Linked DNA regions of Mus musculus: region 2 is linked to region 1. The links are chromatin contacts, called in public HiChIP or PLAC-seq maps. All regions are on one chromosome and are shown on one strand. The core of a region is the stretch at or near the end of the contact, and the rest is flanking DNA. Distances in the headings are between cores, read along the strand shown. Region 1 holds the start of Cd55 (CD55 molecule, decay accelerating factor for complement). Region 2 overlaps Mapkapk2 (MAP kinase-activated protein kinase 2).

What was found. HiChIP or PLAC-seq counts read pairs in DNA pulled down with a chosen protein or histone mark.
Region 2: a contact with region 1 is called in an H3K4me3 HiChIP or PLAC-seq map of pro-B cells, with 9 times the contacts expected there. The contact joins the enhancer-like site here to the promoter of Cd55 in region 1. A contact is called at or near these places in 1 of 39 promoter capture datasets (pre-B cells), 1 of 15 datasets of contacts at CTCF or cohesin (large pre-B cells) and 5 of 115 datasets of contacts at active chromatin or transcription factors (embryonic stem cells, large pre-B cells, pancreatic cancer cells and 1 more).

The regions. Positions count from the first base shown.
Region 1 is chr1:130,460,570-130,464,717 of GRCm38.p6, forward strand. It overlaps Cd55 (CD55 molecule, decay accelerating factor for complement), which reads right to left and starts at 2,175. Exons shown (of 10, transcript NM_010016.3): 1 at 2,001-2,175; 2 at 1,253-1,438. The coding sequence starts at 2,100.
Region 2 is chr1:131,057,758-131,062,442 of GRCm38.p6, forward strand. Mapkapk2 (MAP kinase-activated protein kinase 2) reads right to left here. Exons shown (of 10, transcript NM_008551.2): 2 at 866-1,005; 3 at 595-659; 4 at 244-323. Among named protein-coding and RNA genes, the nearest start is that of Mapkapk2, 38 kb to the right of the region's middle. Within about 2 kb of position 3,129, at least 49 of the 459 cell types and tissues checked have an H3K27ac peak or open chromatin away from gene starts, as enhancers often do. A contact at or near this core is called in pre-B cells and pro-B cells, where this site is marked.

The DNA.
Region 1 (4,148 bases), core at 925-3,424:
CAGTCATTCACTATATAGCAATATTCTGACCCATGATGGGCCCCATAGACAAATGTGGGGCCTGCAGGAATGCAATGGAACTGAAATATTCCTGTTGCCTAGCAACATCATGGCCATCCTAATGTAAAGTAACTCCTTGCTAACAAGTTTGCCCTGGTGCTGGGGTAGCAACCATAGTACATGAAAATCATGAGGAGTATAGCACATACAATCACATGGAGTAGATAGCATTTGATAAGTCTGTGTGTTGCCAGCTCATGTGCTTATCATACTATACGTGTTATTTTTGTTAGAAATAATAATTTCTAACAAAAATTTTAATAATAATTTGTAGAAAGAAAGAAAAGAAAGAAAGAGAGAGAGAGAGAGAGAGAGAAAGAAAGAAAGAAAGAAAGAAAAGAAAAGAAAAGAAAAGAAAAGAAAAGAAAAGAAAAGAAAAGAAAAGAAAAAAAAGAAAAGCAAGTATCATGGCTTATAATTCAAGCTACTTGAGTGGCTGAGGCAGGAGGATTTTGATCCCAGGAGTTGAGACCAGACTGAGCAACATACAGTAATCTAATGTTGATTTTTTAAAAGAAAATTAGCATAGCCGTGGTGCACAATGTATATACAGCATAAATAGCAGACAGTAATGCCTTAAGCCTGGAGAACCTTCCTCTCTTTCTGGCTAATGTGTTCTAACTGCCAACAGTAGTTAGTAGACTTACATGCTATAGAGGTTTATAAGAAAAGAACAAAGCCATGGGTTTCATAGAGAACCCTGGTCAGTACACATACCGTCTAGTATAATGTTCAGATGATATGCCAGAACAACCTAAAACTATATCTTAAAGATAACATAGGGCTATATGTACAACAGATTTTTTTTTTTTGAAGTAAGACCTCAAAATGTCTCCCAAGACTTGTATCCATTACTTAACAAAATAGAGTTGAACAAGACAGATCACCAGGGTGTGTGTCTCAGGGTAATTGCCAAATATATTCACATATAATTTACTCCCTAAACAGTACCTATCATTTTTTTTCTCTACTAGCCTGTACAATAGAAAGAAAAACTCTTAATGAAGAAGCAGGACTTGCCATAGGAAGTACCGCCTTCAATTAGCTCGAGTGTAAACTGCCAACATGTATACCCTGGGGTTTAATAATGCTAGAAAACTATCAATTACCAGTCACTCCAAAGAGGCATAAAAATAACCTCAACGAGATCCACATTCCCAAAACTTTTCAGAAAGAGAAATGAAGAACTTACTCTCACAGAATGTTTCGTGGCTCGACCATTGGCCATTTTCAAGACAGACAACTATGTTTGACTTGTCTGGAACTTGTTTAAAGCCGTTATTACACGAGTATGCCACTTTGCTTTGCTCAGCAAACTTGGAGTGTCTGCCCAAGATTGGCCTGGCATTAGGAATGTCTGGAGGTGGGCCGCAGTCTCCTAGGAAGAAAAGAGCAGGTGTAAAACTGAAGTTGGCAAGGAGCTTTCTTTCCCCAGACCTGGAACAAGAGAAGCAGCAATGGCTCTTACCTTCCTGCCAGGGCTGAACTTGCCCCTCAGGAACTTGGAATGCTTGGACTCTCGTGAACACAAGACAAAAACTAAGTAGGGAGTAAATTCCCACCCGCCTTGAGTCGTTCAGAATCTACTTAATATCCACAGGAACACTGCAGCGAGCAAGGCGCGAGATAAGACACCCGGTAGCTGCTCGCGACCAGTCTCTCACCGGCGCAGGTGGCCAGCCATCTAGCTTCCACCTTAAGAATAAAAGAGCCAGGAGCAGGGTTGGAGATTCGCACTCAACCCTCCCTTTTGGTGTTGCCACGGTCTCTGATCGCGGAGGGGATCCAGTCACAGCCCAGATAGCCCAGCATTCCACCCCCATCCCTCCCGCTGGCCGCCGGCACCCAGCAGCGGAGCCCCCAGTTACTGGGACACAATGTCTGCTGAGCATGCGCCCCCTGGCGGGCAGCCAGCCGGTCGTCGCGCATTGGCCACTCACCGCGTACAGTTGGGGACAGCAGCAACAGAGACAGCGACAGCAACGGCAGCAGCGGAGGCGGCGGTGATGGCCGAGTCCTAGGCGCCCGCCCACGGATCATAGCCCCAGGTAGAAGAGACCTTGCCCGGCTGCGGCTGGAGCTGTTTTGAGCCGCAGTTAATTGAGCAGCTGTGGCGGGGCGGGGCAGGGCCCTCGTCACCCTGGGTGGGGCAGCCTGCGTGCAAGAGGGCGTTCCCTCATTAATGAGGGCGGGTGCCTGGCCTCTAGCTTCACCCAGGGGACCTAGTTGTCCGGCGGGAGTGGGGTCTGGGGTCTGGGGGAGTACCTTCTAAAGGAGGGCGCTTCACTCCCCCAGTACTCTGTGTCAGCACTCTGCTCCAGCAGAAAGCTACCCACACTCCCAACTCTGGTGTGCTGAGTGCTTGCAAAGGGAAGGGTAGGCGCGGTGGAATTCCTGAGCCAGAGGGAGCTGAGAAATAGGGAAACACCCAGGACCCCTGTGGCTTCAGCTGGAAGATGTCAGATGGGAGGGTGGGAGCTGCTGACCAAGAGTGTGTCTCCTAGGTCTCACCATGGTGTCAAAACAGAAAATAGGATAGGATCCAAGAAAACAGGGAGGGATCAGCCTGCCAGAACCGGTCACAAACAATATGCAGAGATCTAGGGAGCTTGGCTGAGGTTTTTCAGACCCTATCTGGGTGAGGAGTCACCTTCTTAGCCCTGGTTATAGATATGGACCAAGGATACCACCTGAATTCGACTTTGGGATTATTTCAGTCCTGCTATGAAATAGAATTCAGGAATAAATAGTAGAGCTTAAGAAAAAGATTTATTTCGTGGTGTGAAGAACAGTGACAAACAAAGCGATCCACACATTGGAATCACACCAGAGCATTAAATTAATTAATTGAAAAAGAAAAGGAAAGAAAAGAATGCAGAAGGTGAAGCTGTGCATGGAATAAACTGAACCTCTCTTGAGGACAGCACTAGGAATTAGGATTATTTGGTATTGGCTGGTCACTGTGCAACCCGGTTTATGAAGCCCCACATGCGTGTGATATCCAGAGTAAAGAGCCATGTACCACACCATGTGTCTCCTGCAAATCCCCACCGGGAGGGTCGAGGTGGGAGGAAGCAGAGGTAAGTTGCCACAGGCCCTCATGTAAAAAGCCCCAAAGTGCTCCCCTTTGTGTGTCTGGGTCTGGTTAGCAGTGTCCCACTATGAATTCCCTTTTTATATAGGTGTTTTACCCAACTGGTGAAATCCCTCACCAGAAACTCAGCCTTCAATGGTAGACCAGTTGTGGGAGTGTTTGTCATATACTGATAACCATTCCTAAAGTTTTCTTGTGGTTCCTTATTGGTTAGTGTGAGCTTTTGAAGAGCAAACTGGTTTTTAACAAGTGTTTTCTTCTGATTCTTGCTTACTTAGTTACCCAAGCACCGTGTTTTCCTGTTGCCGAGATTACAGGAAAGGGTTGCTTTATAGGTGTTTGTTGAAATCTAACAGTATTTAAGGGTTCTGGAGTTGACATCATACCCTAGCGACTCATGCCTGTAAACTTGGAAGGTAGAGCAAGAGGTTTTGGGTTAAAGGCTAGCCTGGGTTTTGAAGTTCCAAGTTAACTTGGCCTCAATAGGGCCATTTCTTAAAAACATCCTGAAGTTTAAGTCTCACAAGGGTAGAGTGTTTCATAACTATCAAGTGTGTTTCTTCTCATAGTTGTTAAAAACTTGACCCTTCCTTCCTTATGTGCCACTTGCATGTCAGGGCCCAGCAGTGACAGAAGTGGTGTCACATGGACCTTCATTTATTCCCTGAGAGCTCTCTGTGACCTCATTCACTACTTTTTTCTGCCCTGCTGTAGTTAGCTGAGTCAAAATCAGATAGGGAGCACTCATAAACCCTTGAAAGAGTTCTCTACATGTGTGTTAAATAAAGATCATAGCTTTATAGCTAGATAGAACAGTGAGCCCAGCCAAGTGTCCAAAACTATCTTATTGTCCAGGCAGTGGTTGCACACGCCTTTAATCCTACCCCTTGGGAGGCAGAGGCAGGCGGATTTCTGAGTTCCAGGCCAGGCTGGTCTACAGAGTGAGTTCGAGGACATCCAAGGCTACATAGAGAAACCCTGTCTGTAAAAACAA
Region 2 (4,685 bases), core at 1,879-4,378, 600 kb after region 1:
GGCTCCCTGCTACAGAGACTGCCGCGTGGAGCCATGGGGACTCCTGTTGACTCAGAAATCCATGTGTGGGACGGTGAGGTGCTGACGAGCAGCCACAGGCTGAGTGCAACCAAACTGAGCTTCACTACCAAGTTTGTGGTCCCCTGTCCCAAGCCCCACAAGCCACAGACTGGGCTGCAGACCCATCCTACGCTGACAGACCAGGCAGTCAGGGAGCATGGGGTTTATATAAGCAGGTGTCACCTTGACATCCCGGTGAGCAATGTTGATCGAGTGCAGGTACTGGATGGCCTCGCCGATGCTCTTCATGATCTCTGACGCCTCTGCAGACGAGAGAGAAAACCCGAGCTGGAGGTCTGAAAGCTCAGACACCAACCTGCTGACGCAGCCCCAGTCTCCCACACCCACCAACTCATCAGACACACAAAGGAGCTAGGAGCTGACCCTGCCATGGCTAAGGGAGAGAGGCCCATGGCCAGCAGTGAGCCTGAGAAGGCAACACCCTCCCCCACTCCTGTGACAGGGCCCTTCAAAGAGCCTACAGTTGCCTACTGCTGTGCACACAAAGCCACTGCCACAGCAGACCCTCTCTACCTCTTTCTGTGAATGCCTGGTCTCCTCGGTCCTGGATTCGACTAAAGAGCTCTCCACCATCGAGACTGAAAGGAAAAAAAAAAAAAAAAAAAGGTACAGTGAAAGATCTGTCAACCAGCATGTCACCCCACCCCCACGCATTCCACTGCCCCCAAAGGAAGCCAGATGCTGATATCCCAAGCTTCAAGATCCATAGTGGGCTGTCTGCAGAGGCAGAGGCACCTCATCATGGCATGGGGATAGGATGGTCAGAACCCTGCAGGCTACTTACCACTCCATGACAATCAGCAGGCACTTCCTCCCGGCATACAGGTTCTCATAGACATCCACGATGTGCACAATGTGTGGGCACTGGGAGGCCCTCCAGTGCAGCTCCACCTCTCTGCGCGCCTTCGGACAGTCCTGGAGCATCTGCAAGGCCAACACCTCCTGAGTGACACAGGGCTACGAGAAACAGCTGGCCCCACCAACACTACAAATGTTTTCTTTCTTTTTCTTTCTCTCTCTCTCTCTCTCTCTCTCTCTCTCTCTCTCTCTCTCTCTCTCCTTTCTCTCTCCCCCCCCCAAGGTCACTCTCACAGCATCTTCCCCAACCTCTCCCCTTCCAGGACCCTAAGATGACTCTAATCACTCAACACAACACTTCAGCTTGACTCTCCAGAGCCTGAACAGGAAGCTGAGACAACTCTCATTCCATCAGCTAAGAGCATGAAGTCTACAGAAGGAGAGGCAGCAGTTAAGTATTGGAGGACAGTGTCCCACGGAGTCAGAACAAAAGGAACCACTTCAAGGACAAGAAAGGGAGCGACTCCAGAATCCTCAGGGACAGAAACTTCAAACCTATAGCAGACTCAGCCCGGTGGTCTCTGGAGTCAGCCCGATGCTGATTGGGACCCTGCTGCTTGCCAGAGTTGCAGCCTTGAGCCACACTCATGTCCCTTCTTGCTCCTGGGACTGGGTGTCCAGGAGCATGAAGTCAAGCTGGACCCTCATCAGCCTTAAAAGGCCGGATTCTGGTCAGTCTAAGCCAGCTACTTGTTTCCGCCCTTTAGCTACTGACTAGCTTAAGAACAAGCCTAATGTCCAAATGGCCCAGAAGAACTTTGATGGCAATTTACTGAGAGACAATCACAGAAAGAGCACAGGACCAACACTGTCTCCAGCACCTGGCAGCTAGGAGCATGCTGTCACCATGGTCCCAGTAAAGGGTCTGGCCACAGAGCAGTGAGAAGCCAGTGAGAGACAGCAGCTCCCAGGATCCCTGGGACATCACCAAGCAGCCTGTTTCCTGCCAGGCACAACCAGGAGACAAGGCAAGAAAGTGGGGATTCAGGGCCGACTGTGGCTCCTCAATGAAACCAGGGAGTGTGACCCTGCTTCCAAAGCAAAACAAATAAATAAATGGAAAATGTTCCTGATTGTTTAAACTCTTTTAGGAGAATTCCATTGTTAGAACCAAAGGCATCCTAACAGACCTCTGCTTTGTACAGTGGAGTAGCCACTTTTGCTCACAGCTATGCTATGAGGGTTAAACTGTGCTCAGTAGGAACAGCTATCATTTTTACTAGAATGCCTGCTCAATGCAGGGCACAGAAGCCAAAATCTGTAAGACAAAGACCTGAACAGATCTACCCATACATCACACTCTCCAACAGCTCTGGACATTCTGCAGTCTGAGCTGGCAGGGAAACAGGCCAGAGAGCAGACGGACAAGCAGGCAGCAGGCAGGCGCGGGGGGCCTTCGATAAGGTGGAGACTGGGCACTGACTAGAATGAGGCCAATGTGGACAAGCAGGGAGACCAAGAAGAGAGCTGAGGTCTGGGAAGTGGGGTCAGACAGCCAGAGACAAGCTCGGAATCCCCACCAATAACACTAATGTGCTTTCAGGCTATAGTCACGTTGACCCATTTCAGAGAGTAGCCTGCCCAAGGCTAAACTCCTAGGATGACAGCCACAGCCTGCATCAGGCCTGACAGACAAATTCCAAGTCTTTCCACCCTATCACTCAGAGTCTAAGAAACTGTCAGAGGCTGAAACTTCTCAAAGTGGCTTCAAAGAGGCAACTTCTCAAGCAGAAACCCACAAAGAAGACAGCTATCTCCCATGTGCTTTGTGTCACACTGCCACCTTGTGGTCAAATGAGAGCATGGCACAAGCTTGTATGGGGTTGGGGTGGGGGGTGGGGGTCACGGGGTGTGCATTTTTATTTTCCCATGTTGTAGGAGGAACAGAAAGAGACACTGGCCAATTCCATGTGCACATAATCAAGTAGTGACTGAACTTCTACTGTAGACCACGCATGGCACTGAACATCAAAACCAAAACAGACTGACAATCGGAAATGCCAGGCTAGTGCAGCAGGACAGATACCCACCGGAGGCAGGCACTGGAAAGATTCATAATTCAAGTCTCTCTTCCATTCTCCACCACAGTACAGAACAAAAGTAAAAAGAATCCCATGGGGGAACCCACACCCTCACTCTGCCTCCACATCCGAGGGCAGGAGATAGATATCAGAGATGAACACCCTGGGGAGCTGTTGGGCCCCACGTTCAGGCCACGATGCCAAAGTAGACAAAATCGTAAAGACAACAGACAGTGCAGGCAAGCGTTCTGAGGAAAGTTGATCCGTAGACTGCACACTGGGTTTGGGATCCAAGAACACAGCTGTCTTAGGATCACTGCTATCCACAGCCGGGGTTCGTCCATGGCACTGGGAGGGTCAGGTTCCACCTCACAGACAGGAGTGTTAGGGCCAGCATACTCAACAGTTCCAGCTGAAGTGGGGTCATCCTTCCTGGCAAATACATGTCCAGTAGTGCCACACCCATACTCCCAGCACTTGTGGCCCGGCAGGAGGAGTTCTCTGCCAGCCTGGGCAATATAGCAAGTCCAAGGCCAGCCTGGACTATAGAGAGACCAGCTTATAAACGCAACAAAAACAAAGAAGCTCTACATAAGGTTCTCTTCTCTTAAGCTAAAACCAACACTTTCCATACTGATGCCTTCTCTCCACAGGTGAAATAAAGTTTGATTTCTTTAATCAAATCCCTCCTCTCTCTTCCTTCACCTAGTAGTAAATGTATTTTCAAGCTCTCTCCTCCAGGGAAAATTTCTGGAGTGTGGCAACTGCCTTACTATCTAAACTGTGTCCCCCCTGCACCTCCACAGTGGGACAGGTGGGTGCATGCACTTGCTGCAGGCAGGCCTCTCTCCTCCAGGTGAAGTCAACTGGATAAAGACTAGGAAAATCTCAATCCTTAGAGAAAACTAAAATTTTACAGGAAAACAAGTAACTGAGATGAACTTCATTAGGTTTTATCCTCTAGAAACTTGGCTAGGTTGGGCAGATTAGGGATAACTATGAGAAGCCTTGATTTTTACAATACGTATAGAGGTTTTAGTGGGGTTTTGTTTGAGATAGGGCCTCCTGTATACCCAGTGTTATCAGACCTTCACTGGTTATGAATACTAATTGAAGCTATGGAAGGCCTTCATAGCAGGCAGGCGGGCGGGTTAACATCAAAGAGCGGGGCCATGAGGTGCCACAGACACTTGTAGACAAGTGTAGCATACAGAACACTGGAGAGAAAAAGCAAGAATGCACGGATCTCAAGTACATGGCTAAGTAAAGACAGACAAGAGAGGTGGCCTGAGCCATCCAGGCAGAGAGGTGACAGGAAGCTGCTAGCACACCCCAGCTGAGGAAGAGCTGGGCAGCCAGGAGGGTCACATGGGAAAGGTCTCATTCCCACAGTGCAGAGAGGACACTGGAGAACAAAGGGCTCAGGACCTTCGCTCTGGGGGATGGACTTTCCTACAAAGAAAAAAACCACAGCATTGAGAGAAGGTGTACCTGGAAGGAACTGAAATCCATGATACCCATGCTAAGCCTCGAACCAATTCTGTGCCTTGACTCAGCCCTATATGGTGTCTCTGAAATGCTCTTGCAGAAAAGGTCGAAAGATGTGTGTTCCAAACTAAGGTACACAGGCCAAGGAGGCCTGAAAGGCATGCAGGGTTCAGGATCAGGTCATGGAGCCCACAACCCAGGGAGGAAGTTTTAGGTAGGGTCAGTGAGGGAGGTGTG